Linked DNA regions of Ovis aries: region 1 is linked to region 2. A link is a contact called in public Hi-C data. All regions are on one chromosome and are shown on one strand. Each heading gives the region's core, a stretch centred on a gene start, on an enhancer-like site or on the middle of the called end of the contact. The rest is flanking DNA. Distances are from core to core; before and after follow the strand shown.

Evidence for each region. Hi-C and Micro-C count contacts between places; a contact is called where the count stands out from the background.
Region 1: a contact with region 2 is called in a Hi-C map of hypothalamus, with 5 times the contacts expected there. The contact joins the promoter of KCNB1 here to the enhancer-like site in region 2. A contact is called at or near these places in 9 of 16 Hi-C or Micro-C datasets (blood, hypothalamus, liver and 4 more).

What each region holds. Positions count from the first base shown.
Region 1 is chr13:77,569,684-77,576,739 of ARS-UI_Ramb_v3.0, forward strand. KCNB1 (potassium voltage-gated channel subfamily B member 1) reads right to left here and starts at 2,112. Exons shown (of 2, transcript XM_004014630.6): 1 at 1,364-2,112. The coding sequence starts at 1,930.
Region 2 is chr13:77,423,947-77,430,710 of ARS-UI_Ramb_v3.0, forward strand. LOC132657581 (a long non-coding RNA gene) reads right to left here. Exons shown (of 2, transcript XR_009595981.1): 2 at 2,178-5,960. Among named protein-coding and RNA genes, the nearest start is that of ZNFX1, 54 kb to the left of the region's middle. Within about 2 kb of position 2,440, at least 2 of the 54 cell types and tissues checked have an H3K27ac peak or open chromatin away from gene starts, as enhancers often do. A contact at or near this core is called in hypothalamus, where this site is marked.

The DNA.
Region 1 (7,056 bases), core at 862-3,361, 150 kb after region 2:
AGAACCCCCTCTAGACCTGGCCCTCCACATGGGCCTTCAGTGAGGGGCCAGTTGAGCCAGGGGCACCCACAATGAGAGGGCAGGACAGGCCTCTGGACAGTAGGCTGGCCAGGAGGCAGCCTGAGCTCACACCTCATGGCTGGTATGCAGATCTCCTTCCCTCTTTTTCTTTTTGCCATGAATACATTTACCTGTTCTTCCCCTGTCTTATTGGCCCTGCTCTCCAGGAACAAGTTATGTTCAACGTATCTTTCCCAGCTCGGTCCTCCTGGGTTCTGACCTTAACGCCCCTCTTTTCTGGCCCCCTCTGGGCCCCGCAGGGCCTCTTTTGTGGCACTCCACACAGTGTGTTGTCATTTCCTTGCAACCTCCAGCACCTTGGCCACGTGAAGATAGGCCCCCATCTCTCTGAGGCATCCCCGAGTCCCAGCCTAACACAGACAAGTTGCTCATCAGCAAATGACCTCCTGCCCTGCTCTGGCTCGCACCCCAAGCCTTCATCCCTTACAGCCCCCATTTTTTTTTAACCTGGCAGCACATAGTTCTATCCATTGTGATGAGACCCATTCCTGCCTCTTTCTCCTGCTTTCTCTTTTTCACATTGCCTCATTTTTTCTCCCCTATTTCAAAATTTACATCTTCTTCCGATAGCCAAAGCATCTTTAGCAGCTGCATCAAGCATTCTGGGAATCAATTCACCAAATAAATGAAGACAGAGCAAACCAGGGGTGATCCTTCGCCCACAGGCATCCATAACCAGCTGCATGCATCATGCACACACATACCCATCCCTCAGAGTCCCTTTGCCTCATTTTTCTCACTTATGTTAAAACTGCCTCACAGTATCTCAGTGTCCTCCAAGTAGGTCTGTAAGCTGCTTCATTCCCTCCTTGGAGCAAAGTGGGGTTATAAATATAGGGATAAGTATTAAAATTGCAGTGTGACTCTCCTCTAGCCTGGGTCTAGGCATCCACAAGGGAGCATTATGTAGAACAGACCTAACCCAACTCTACTCCATCTCGAGGCTTTATTGTCCCTCTGTGCCCCGTTATTTGCAGTGTCCATTCTTTTGATGTGGGTTTTCGTAAGTCTCCACAAAGCCTTTTCTCCAGCAAAGCTGGGGTATAAAGTATTGAATAATAAAAGGATGAGGTGGCCAGAGCCATACAGGAACGAACAGTCTGAAGGGGTTGTTGGTTCTCACCTCTGAGGTCTCAGCCACAGCCCTTTCTCTTTCCTGGTCTTCATATTTGTGGGAACTAAGCCACAGTCCCTCAACCGTGGTCCTCGATCTGGACACACAGGCGGAACCAACCCCCCCTCCTCCCGCCCCAGCCCAGCACCGCCCGGATTTCACGCTCACCTTGGCGGCCACAGAGGAATTGGGCTTCTCCAGTAAGTCCCAGAGTTTCTTCCTCTTCTCCGCGCAGCACGTGTTATCGAACTCCTCGCCCTCCCGCTCGCGGAGAGTCTCTGCCTCGCGCTTGAGCTCCTCGTTCATCTGCTCTTTCTTCTGGTGGTAGCGGGCCTGGCAGCAGGACTCCAGGTAGATTTCGTCGATGCCCCAGTAGTCCAGCTCTTGGCTGAAGCTGAGTGCGCACATCTCCTCCATCATGTGCAGCCGCCCGGTGCGGTAAAAGTTGAGGATGGAGGTGAAGGCGCCCGGATGGCGGTCGAAGAAGTACTCGTTGTCGTCGAGGCTGTAGTCGTCGCACACCTCCAGCAGCGAGTCGTGCGTGTTGCAGTCGCGGAGCTTGCCCAGCCGCGTGCGGGGCAGGCGGTCCAGGGTGCGCCAGAGCACCTCGTGTGCCAGCCCACCGACGTTGAGGCGGACGCGCCTCGAGCACGCCTTGCTGCGCACGATCTCCATGGGCTCGGGTGGCAGCGAGCTAGTGGAGCGGGAGCCATGCTTCGTCATGCCCGCCGGCATCGCTGGTCCGGCCGCCCCCGCCCCCCCTGCCCCCCCAGGCCGCTGTCACTGGACGGCGAGGCCAGCCGCCGCGGGGGAGGGGGGCAGGGAGCGCTTTGGGCTGCTGGGGGTGCAGGGGGCCGCGCGGGCGCGCGTCACGGCCGTCTTCTCACCTCCATCCCGACGGCTGCGAGGCAGAAAGCGGACGCAGGTCAGCGGACGAGGAGCTGTGCGCGGCCCCTCCCCACCTCTCCACCCCGGCCCCTGCCGGCCTTGACCTTCCCCGCGCTTAAGCGGCTCAGGGCCGCAGCCGGGCTGGGCGCTGTCCCTCCCGCCGGTGCTGAAGTCCGCCCCACCCCGTGGCTGGAGGGAGGGGCCGCCCTCCGGAGCGGGGAGAGGGCCCCCAAGAGGCGCCGGGGGGACCCGGGAGGCCCCACCCCGGGCCTTCCGCCGCCCTGGCTCTGTTCTGCCGCCTGGGGCGCTGTCCGCCCCGTCGAGTGCTGAAACTCGCTTTTCTGTGGGTCTCCCCGTCGAGGGCCGCACCTGGCCCCGCCATGCGGAGAGGAGGGCAGCTGAATGAAAAAACTTTTTTTCTTTTTTCAAAAAAATACTTATCTTTTCCTTCCCCTGCTCCGAGATAATTAGGATTTGAAGGCTGGGGCGGGGGGGGAGGCGGCGGGGCGGTGACAGGGGGATTGCTTTTTCTAAACCTTTAAATATTTGGGGGAATTCTGGAGCGTTTCAGGTGCCCACCTGTCGGTCACAACAGACCGGATAGTCACGACAGCCCCACTGTCCTGGAGCGACCCCTCTCCCCAAGCCACACGGGAGCACCTCTTGAGGTCTCTCCGGAGACGAGGTGAACACTGAAGACGCAAAGCCAAGCTCTGCGCCGGGTCCTGCCCCTCCCTCCGCGCCCCCTGCCCCACGGCGGGGGCTGGCCCACAAAGTCGGGGGGACCCACCTGGCCCGTCCTCCCCTAGCTCCTTCCCCGCCCCCTTCTCCTTCTCCTCCACCTCCTCCTCCTGCTCGCTCCTTTCCTGCGATGGCTTTTTATAACTCCGGGTTCTGCGCCTTTCCCGGGGCTTGGAAGGGAAGGGGTGGGGGAGGTGGGAGGCGGGGAAAGGAGCTGAATTTTCTGGCCTTTTCAAAACGAGCCCTCCTCCCTCCGCGCACTGGTGATCTCAGGGTTCCTCTGAGCCCCTAGGCATGTGAAGCTCACGCCCTACCCCCTCACCCAAGAATGAGGATCGCGCGTCTCCCCCTAGCCCCGGCTCTTGCCCCCCCATCCCTCCCCCCACCGCCCAGCCTGAAACCGCGGAGCCTGGGTAGACCAACAGGCCGAACCGAGACAAGCGAGCCCCATCTCCTGGGACCCCTGCGTCCCCGCCGCGCGCCCCAACACTCACCCCCAGGGTGGCCGCCTCCCAGGGCCAGGGACCGCGCATTGCCGCGGTCGCCCGGGCGCCCCCGCCCGTGGGCAGCGGCGGACCCGGGGCCGGGCTGGGCCCGGCCTACGCCGGCCGGGCAGGCGACGCGCCGAAGCTGCAAGGCGCTGCGGGGCCGGAGCGCACTCTCCGAGGCTGGGGGCGCGGGCGGGCGCTGGGCGCGCGGGCGGGCGCTGGGCGCGCGGGTGGCAGGACTGAGGTCGGGCGGCGCCTCGCGATCCACCTCCTCCTCCTCTGCTCCCGCGGCAGCGGTGGCGGCTGCTTGGGCGAGATCAACAAGTCGGGGCTGAGCTTGGCTCCGCGCTCGCTGCGATTCTGTCCCGCACTTCTGAGTGCCCGGAGTCGGGCACCGAGGCGGGACGGCGCCACCTGCGGGTTGGAAGCGTGCGCGCCGCTTAACTCCTGCCTGCCCGGCCCGGCCGGTTGGTGAGGCTGGGGGCGGGTTACGGATTTGGGCAATGGATGTGCCCCTAAAGACTGCCTGCCTCTCAATTCCACCTTCCTTCATCCAGTCATCAGTGTGGCTTGAGTGCCTACTCTATGCAAGGTCCTGAGATAAGCGTCTGACATAGAGCTGTAAACCAAACGCAAACATCCAGCCCTTGTGGAGCTGGTTGGAAGCATATCAAAACCAAGAAAGTCAAAGAATATGTCAGAGGAAAGGGAATGGGGGATGGGGGGTGAGGAGGGAGGGGAGATGGAGTGAGTGGGGAGAATTGCAATTTTAAATAGCCCTTGGTTTCATACGCTTTCGTTCTAGACTCTAAACTCTAATTCTAGAAATGAATTCTAGATTCTAGTGGGGGAAGGTGAGCAATGAGTATATTAACAAATAAATATCCAGCGTGGCAGCTGGTGGTAACTGCTAAGAAGAGAAATAAAGCAAGGTGGTGGGAAGAGAGAGTGAGGGGTAAGCTAGCTTATAAACCTTGGTGATTCATTCATTCATGTTACTTTGGACAATTGGTTTTGAGAGCTTCTTGTGTGCCGGGTCCTATGCCAGGCTCAGCAAGGAATATGTCCTTCCCTGGAGCTCCCTGTCCAGTGGGGGAGAATGGATGGATCAAATAATCTCCAGAAATGAATAAAAGTGTTGAATAACTTACCTAGAGAAGTGAGCAAGGCCGCCCTAAGGATGCCACAGTTGGGCCCCCATGTTTACTCTTTTCTTTTGCTTAAAGATTTTTAAAATGTGGACCATTTAAAAAGTCTTTATTGAATTTGTTGCAGTATTGCTTCTGCTTTATGTTTTTTGGCCGTGAGGGATATGGAATCTTAGCTCCCAGGGCGCGGATGGAACCTGCACTCCCTGTACTGGAAGGCGAAGTCGTAACCAGTTGACTGCCAGGGAAATCCCCACTTGTCTGCTCTTTCAAATACATATCTCCTGCCTGGTAAGCAAATGGATGCTGCCGACACAGCAGTGAGCCCCTTGCGCTGGAGCAAAAACTGAACAAGCCACAGTGCCCTAAGGCACAGTCCCCCCCACCACCCAGACCCTTTCCTTCATTTCTAAAGTTAAGATTCATTTTCACATAGTTGCACATAATATTATTATATATTTTAATCGGTTCATTTCTCGTCATCTCCATTATCATGATCCGTGTCCCAGATGCCATCCTCTTGTAGGTAGAGGCCGCAGATGCGGTTAAACATCCTCCAGTGCCCAGGTCAGAGCCCCACAATAAAGAATTCTGCAGCCCTGAATGTCAATAGTGTAAAGGTCGATAAACCTTAGATCAATTTAATAGAAGGCAAAGGTATTTCCCAGTCTGAAAATTTTATTCTCTCAGCCAGTAATTAATGAGCACCTACTACGTTATGTGCCAGGTTAACAGGCTTCCCTGGTGGCTCGGTGGTAAGGAATCTGTCTGTCAACGCAGGAGGCGTGGGTTTGATCCCTGGGTAGGGAAGATCCCCTGGAGAAAGAAATGGCAACCCACTCCAGTATTCTTGCCTAGAAAATCCCATGGATGGAGAAGCCTGGCAGACTACACTTCAAGGGGTCACAAAGAGTCAGACACAACTTAATGACTAAACAGCAACTACTCTAAACACTGGAGATACAGTGAGACTAAATCAGGCAGGCTCTATACTCACAGGTTTTTATTCTAGTGGGGGATACAGTTAATGAACAAGTGAATGAATAAGCCAGATTATTTGAATAGTGAGAAATGCGGTGAAGAAAAAGAAGTGAGAGGAAGTGAGAGAGAGCATGACTGGAAGAGGCATCAGCAAATTTAGATAGGGTGATAAGGCAGGGAGGGCTTCCTGGAGGAGGTGATATATCTAAGGTGAGAACCTGAGGGCAGGGAGAAGACAACCATGTGAAGTTCTAGGGAAGGAGGCACAAGCAGGGGAAACAGAAAGAGCAAAAGTCCTAAAGTAGAAATGAATTTGGGAAAAGAGGTTAGAGAGGTGGATGGGATCAGGCCAGGCAGATCTCTGTTGGAATTTTATTCTCAAGGTTAAGGAATGAGTTTGGCCTTTTTCTTAAACGTAAGGGGAAGCCATGATAGAGTTTTAAGCAGAGAAGATCCATGTGCTGCTATATATTTTGTGGTGATTCTTCTAGCTGCTGTGTGCTTTACAGAATTTGGGGGACAAAAGGTAGCAGCAGGAAGACACATCATGAGGCTTCCACAATTGTCCAGGTCAAAGATAATGCAGTTTGGACTGAGATGGTGGCAGTGGGAATGGCCGGGCAATTTCACAGTCACAGGGCTCTGACAAGGGAGAGTCCTCTGCAAGCCCAAGGCTAGAAATTCCATGTCATTCAGATTCATCACTCCCAGTGGCCTGACTCCTGCAAAGTTCTTACTCTGGCTCCAGATTCAATAGCTGTGAAAAGAAGAGAGGTGAAAAGCAAAGGAGAAAAGCAAAGATATAAGCATCTGAATGCAGAGTTCCAAAGAATAGCAAGAAGAGATAAGAAAGCCTTCTTCAGCGATCAATGCAAACAAACAGAGGAAAACAACAGAATGGGAAACACTAGAGATCTCTTCAAGAAAATTAGAGATCCCAAGGGAACATTTCATGCAAAGATGGGCTCGATAAAGGACAGAAATGGTCTGGACCTAACAGAAGCAGAAGATAGTAAGAAGAGGTGGCAAGAATACACAGAAGAACTGTTCAAAAAAGATCTTCACGACCCAGATAATCATGATGATGTTATCACTAATCTAGAGCCAGACATCCTGGAATGTGAAGTCAAGTGGGCCTTAGAAAGCATCACTACGAACAAAGCTAGTGGAGGTGATGGAAGTCCAGTTGAGCTGTTTCAAATCCTGAAGGATGATGCTGTGAAAGTGCTGCATTCAATATGCCAGCAAATTTGGAAAACTCAGCAGTGGCCACAGGACTGGCAAAGGTCAGTTTTCATTCCAATTCCAAAGAAAGGCAATGCCAAAGAATGCTCAAACTAGCGCACAATTGCACTCATCTCACATGCTAGTAAAGTAATGCTCAAAATTCTCCAAGCCAGGCTTCAGCAATACGTGAACCGTGAACTTCCTGATGTTCAAGCTGGTTTTAGAAAAGGCAGAGGAACAAGAGATCAAATTGCCAACATCTGCTGGATCATGGAAAAAGCAAGAGAGTTCCAGAAAAACATCTATTTCTGCTTTATTGACTATGCCAAAGCCTTTGACTGTGTGGATCACAATCAACTGTGGAAAATTCTGAGAGAGATGGGAATTC
Region 2 (6,764 bases), core at 1,190-3,689:
GTCATGTTTAACCTATAGAATGGGTATAATAATATGTACTTTGTGAAAATGAAATATAATAAATGTGGAAAACTTGGCACATAGTAGGTGTCAAGTAAATAAATGGCAGACAATAGGGATGTCCTCTCGACCAACCTTACTCCAGTCTCTACCCACCACCACTTACTCATCCTAGACCTGAAATTCTACCATTAGAGATTCATTTTGGGGGCTAGATACTTACTTATTAGAGCCTCAATTTACCTATCCATCTTTGAATAAGCATTGCTAGCCCTGAAACTCTGATTAATGCCAAACCTCTCTTTTTGGAAGCACATACTCCAGGAACATGGCACTTTGGTGAGGCTGAGATGAGGGTCCTAGGAACCCCTGCCTCTACCAGGCATCATGGGCTGGGATGGAGACCAGAGCCAGGGCTGTTCCAGATACAGGCATGTCTGCCTGCCCCCACCCCAGCCAGGCCAGGCCCACAGAACAGGTGGCGGAAGGTCTGACTGGGGCATGAGCTCACCAGGCAGGACTCAGCAGAGAAGGAGGAGCAAAGTGAGGATGGGGATGGACTGCCAGCCAGATTCTTTCCATGGGCAGCTGGCGAGGGTGGGCATGCAGAGGGCTGGGACCTGGGGAGGGTAAGCCTGCTGGTGGGGGAGTTCAGGAAGGTTTATTCAGCAGGAGAAGGGTCTCTGAGTTTGGGACAAGCAGAAGGACACCCACCATGGTCTTGCACCCACTGTGCGCTGTGTTCCAACAGGGTGCTTTGTCTGTGAGCTCTTATTCAAGCCTCACAAGCCCTTTGGCGACAAGGGACATTAGTTCTAGCTTATATTCTGAGCATAGCAATAATAATGGTAACTTCAAGTGCTGTCCTTTGTGAAGTGTCTATGAAGTGCCAGGCACTGTGCTTAGAAGCTTAGAACAGTGCCTCGCACAGAACACAATTTCACTATGCTATTACTGTTATTCTTTTGCATTTTTAAAGATGTGGATTATACCTACAGAGGCTTCCCTGGTGGCTCAGACAGTAAAGAATCTGCCTGCAATGCAGGAGACCCAGGTTCAATCCCTGGGTTGAAAAGATCCCTCGGAGAAGAAAATGGCAACCCACTCCATTGTTCTTGCCTGGAGAATTACATGGACATAGGAGCCCGGCGGGCTACAGTCCATGAGGCCGCAAAGTCAGACATGACTGAGCAACTAAAACTTTCGCTTTTCATACCTACAGAGAATTGGCTAAAATATATATGAACCAGTTTCATAAATGTTTGCAAAGAGGACACATCTGGGTAGTCAGCACCGAGGCATGGGATAGAATTTGGCTAGCCCCCCAGTCTCCCCAGAACCCCCCAACCACAGTCCCTCCCTCCCCGTAGAGAAGACCATCATCCTGATTTTATGGTGGTCCGTTGTACAGTTTACTTTATAGCTTTAGTCAACCTGGTGCAGATACCTAAACATAAGAGTTTAATCCCCTACCCCCAAGTCACATAAATGAAATGATACAGGAAGTACCTTTTAGAATTCAGTTTCTTTTGCTCAGAATGTGGCTTGCAAGGTCTATCTGAGTGACGGCCTTGTTGCCTTGGGTTGTTCGTTCTTGTGGCTGAAATGGTTCGTTATTATTGTCATGATTGCTTTTTCACTTTGCATCTCATCATACCCTCCCAACACTTCAGAGGGGCAGAGATTACGGTTCTGTGTGTGTTAGTTGCTCAGTCGTGTTTGACTCTTTGCGACCCCATGGACTCTAGCTGGCTCGGCTCCTCTGTCTATGGAATTCTCCAGTATCCACTAAGAATACTGGAGTCTCTTCCTGACCTAGGGATCAAACCCAGGTCTCCTGCATTGCAGGAAGTCTCTTTACCATCTGAGCCATGAGGGAAGCACTATGGTTACGTCTGCTACTCACCAAAGAGCCAGAAGCTCCTAGTAGCTGGGTCACGAGCTACCCCCACTCACATGCCGGAACCTTTGTTCTTAATTCCTCCACTCTGTTGCCTTCCAACAGGAGGGGAAGGGGGCACAGGGAGGCTAAGGATATGAGGGGATCACCTTGTCAGACTCTAAGAGTCCAGTCTGGATTGCCCAGGGTAGCCTCTAGGATCAGCCGTTCTTCGGCCAGTCTGAGGCCAACTTCTCCATCAGGCAAAGAATACGCATAGGACCCAGGGCCCATATACTTTTAGGCACCACAAAAATGCTTTAATTTGAACCTGTTAAAGTCAGAAGAAATAAAATGTAATAAAAATGAAGGTGTGATATGGAATCCAGCCCGGATTCTATTTATCATTATACAACGCAGTTGTAGATTTTGATTTGAAGTATTTCTGCATGGAGAAGGGGTCCCTGAAAGCCAATATCCCCGGTGCCCAGGAGAGTCATGTCGCCACTGAAACAGCCCCCTGTCTTGCAGGCACCAGCTGTTGCTGTGGCAAGCGGCCGGCAACCCCAGCTGCCAAGAGAGCTGGGAGAGACGCGGGCAGTTCCAAGACTGTTCCTCCCCCGAGGTTCACGGCTTTGTCTTCATCTAGCAGCCGTGACCCCATCTGTCCAAGCCCCTCTTTCCAAAGCCTCCTTGGGTGGCAGGGAAACCCTCAGGGCTTGGGAGGCGATAGGACGAAGGAGTGGGGAGAAATTAGCACATCTGAGACTGCAGGAACAAGCCTTGTCCTTACGCTGACACTGAAAATAGCTTTGTGTTTCCAGTGGGTGCCCGCTGAATCACAGCCTTACTGCCATCTCTCTCTGGTTCAGGGGTTCCCAAACTTCTTCTCCTAAATACGCTCTTCTCAAGGTTGCCCTATTTTCCTTACCCATACCCCCCATTTTTTTGACTCTCCATTTCATCTCTTTCTTTACTTAAATAAATTTATTTTAAAAGGAAGCTTATACTTACATGCGTGTGTTACTCAGTCGTGTCTGACACTAAGTGACTGCGTGGACTGTAGCCCGCTGGGCTCCTCTGTCCATGAGATTCTCCAGGCAAGAATACTAGAGTGGGTTGCCATTCCCTTTTCCAGGGGATCTTCCCGACTCAGGGGTGAATCTGGACCTCTTGCACTGCAGGCGGGCTCTTTACTCTGAGCCACCAGGGAGGCCCTATACTTACATTCTGTGTATAAAGAGGAATTTTTTTTAAAAATTGCAGCTAGAAATGAAAATAGATAATAATTGCAAACATTTATTAAGTACCTACAGTGTCCCACGCACTGTCCCGGCCTTTTACACATACTAACTCATTGTATCCTGAGTTAGATGCAGTTATTACCCCCATTTTGCATGTGGGGGAACTGAGGCACAGAGAGGTTAAGTTACTTGCCCCAGGACACACAGCCAATGAATGGCAGAGCGGGGATTTGAAACCCATGAGCTACACCAGCTGCTCAGATTTTCTGCCCTAGCAGGACATCAGCTCCACGAGGGCAAGGGTTTTGGTCTTCTCCCCTGCTGTGTCCGCTGTGGCTAGAATAGCGTCTGTCACACCATAACGCTTAATCCATGTTTACCGAATAAATGAACAGGTGAACAATCAGCTGCCATAATTAGAAGGCAATCAGAAAAACAAACACAACGGAAAGCAAACAAGTCTGGCGAGGCACTGCCCTTCCAGGAGCCGAATGGGAAGCCTGCTGTCTCCTTGTCCAAACGAGACACTAGCATGTGTGTGAGAGGAAGTGAGGGGGCCACGTGTTCCAGTGGAGACGAGGTCCTTGCCTAGTCTCCATTAGAGGAATCACAAGGGACTTGAAAGGGAGCAGTTTTTCTCCCCTTGGGAGTCAATTGTTATTAATATGTCCTTTAACACCTTTGCTGAGCTAGAATTCACATTATGCCATTCACTCAAAGTGTATAATTCAGTCTTTGTCGTATATTCAGACAATCGTCTAACCTGATCTAATTGTAGAACCCTTTTCATCCCCACAGAAGCCTCGTACCATCATCAGTTACCCTTCATTCATCAGGCCCTCCAGCCCTAAGCAACCACGAGTCTACTTTCTATTTCCGTGGATTTGCCTGTTCTGGACATTTCATATAAATGGAATCCTACAAATGGCCTTTCGCGGCCGGCTTCTTTCACATAGCAGAATGTTTTCAAAGTTCGTCCATCTTCTAGTCAATTATTTCCTGCCCTGTCCTGCGTTCGTGTAAAACCATCTCTGACGAATCCCTTACTTCAGGTGCATAAAGAACTGTGGATGAGTCCTGGCTTCCTGCTCCTCCTCTAGCAAGGGTGCTGGCTTGGTTCTCCCAGCGTTTAGACCCAGGAGCTCCGAGGATGGAGTTGGGGGAGGGGTGTATCTTTCCACTGCCCTCTGGTCTGGGCAGGGACTGGCCCACATGTTCCTGCTACTCAACCGTCTTTCCTAAATCAGGACTCTGGGCACTCCTGGGAATCACTGTCTGCCCCCACCAGCTCTGGGAGTGTCAGTGAGTCACTGACAAGCATTTCAGCAGCACCTGTGTGTGTCCGTCTGGGGTGAGGAGCCAGGGTGATGGAGGGGAAAGAGATGCTGACCGGTCAGGCAGTTCACACTGAGGTCAGGTTCCCTAATAGCAGGCTTTCTCTGCCTCTGCCCCTACGCTTGTTTGGGCCACGGGAGGTCGTTTTATTTGGAAATTTTCTTTTGTGTGTTTGTTGTTGTTCAGCCGCTCATTCGACCCCATGGACTGCAGCACGCCAGGCCTCCCTGGCCTTCATCATCTCCCAGAATTTGCTCAAACTCATGTCCATCCAGTTGGTGATGCCATCCAGCCATTTCATCCTCTGTTGTCCCCTTCTCCTGCCCTCAGTCTTTCCCAGCATCAGGGTCCTTTCCAATTAGTTGGCTCTTTGTATCAGGTGACCAAAGTATTGAAGCTTCAGCTTTAGCATCAGTCCTTCCCATGAATATTCAGAGTTGATTTCCTTTGAAATTGACTCGTTTGATCCCCTTGCAGTCCAAGGGACTCTCAGGAGTCTTCTCCAGCACCACAGTTCGAAATCATCAATTCTTTGGCCCTCAGCCTTCTTTATAGTTCAACTCTCACATCCATACATGACTTCTGGAAAAACCAGAGCTTTGCCTATATGGACATTTGTTGGCAAAGTAATGTCTCTGCTTTTTAATATGCTGTGTAGGTTTGTCATAGCTTTTCTTCCAAGGAGCGTCTTTTAATTTCGTGGCTGCAGTGTTTAGCTGCTGTCTTCCTGAGCAGGCTCAGTGTCTGAGATGCCTGGGCTCCGTAGTATAAATGTTCTGGAGTCCTTCATAGATACTGTTGAAAAACCAACCCTTAAGTAGTGATACCTCTTTTAACTTTCTGGGATTCTGGGAGGTGGATGATCTTTCTTCCTTTTATAGAAGGGGAAACTGAGGCTCAGGAAAGTCAGGTGACCTGTACAAGGCCTCATTGTTAGGAAAAGTTGGAGCTGGAGTTTGAACTGGATGCCAAAGCCTGTGCTCTTGACTGAACAAGAAGTTAGAGGCTGTGGTGGGGACACTGGGGGACGGGTGCTGTGAAAGGGGATGTTTCCCTTGGGCACACCTTTGGAGTAGGTGCCCATGTCACTGAACTAGCTTCGTTTTGCCCACACACAGCAGGCCACGATGCTGAGACATCTAAGCGTGCACGAAGCACAAAGACGACGCCAGCCTCAGATCTGCCTCCTGCAAGGCCAGGAGCTTTGGAGTATTTATGGGATAAAGAATAAAGTGGGAGGGGGCTCTGAGCATGGGGAGGGTGGGGAAGGGAGATTGGAAAAAGGTGCCATCATTGTTCTGTGCAGGTGCAGCCAAGCTCCGGGCCTCTGTATGCTGAAAGATGAAGCTGCTTAGCACCATCTGCGGGTGGAGTTTTTGACCCTCTAGAATCAAAGGGTCACCAAGGGAACACTCACACATGTCCAGTTGGAGGGTCGGTGGTCCCATCTTGTTCCGTCTTAAGAGGCTCAGCGTGAGCTAGACACAGCTGACTCCAAGTTCCTGGAAAACAATGGAGTCCAGCTTCTTATGTCTTAGGCTGCTTGCTGCTTGGAGGGCACGCAAAGCCTTGATCAGTGAAGGCAGATGAAATGGATTTGACTCATTACCCCTAGTTTCAGCAGGAGTTTGTACGGAGTCAGGGACTCTGCCAGAGGAGGGGGAAGTATCTCCATCCAACCAATACCAAAAAAATTAAGAATAAAATAAAAGGACTTCCCTTGTGGTCCAGTGGTTAAGACTCTGCACTTCCAGGGCAGGGGGCATGGTTTTGATTCCTGGTTGGGGAACTAAGATCCTACATGCCATGTGGCTATGCCAATAAGAGAAAAAAAGCTTAAAAAATCAGAAATGATTTGGAGATGAAGGTGGGAAGCCTGTAGTGTGATGTTCATGGAGCCTTGCCCTACACCTAAGCACTTTGAGTCAAGGCCCTTTGTGTGTGTGTGTGGTGGGGGGGGGGGGTGGGGGGTGGGTTGATGAGTGACAGAACTCAGTCAACTTTGGCAAAAATGGAAATTTATCTACACATGTAATTAAAATATTCAGGATAGATTTCCCTTCAGGTGTGGCTAGATCCAGGGCCTGCGAGGTTGGAGCTGTCTGATCGCTACCCTTTGGCCCTCCTCTCCTCTGTTCGGCTCTTTCCTTAGGCAGGCACCTTGGGGTGGGAGATGGATACCATCATCTCTTGGGTTTCTTCCTTCCAGTTTAGTATTGCCGAGTGGAAGAGAACTTCTCATTTCCAGTAGCCGTAGCTCCGGCTAAACTCCTGGCGTCACTTGCTTATGGACCTGGCTCGTCTTA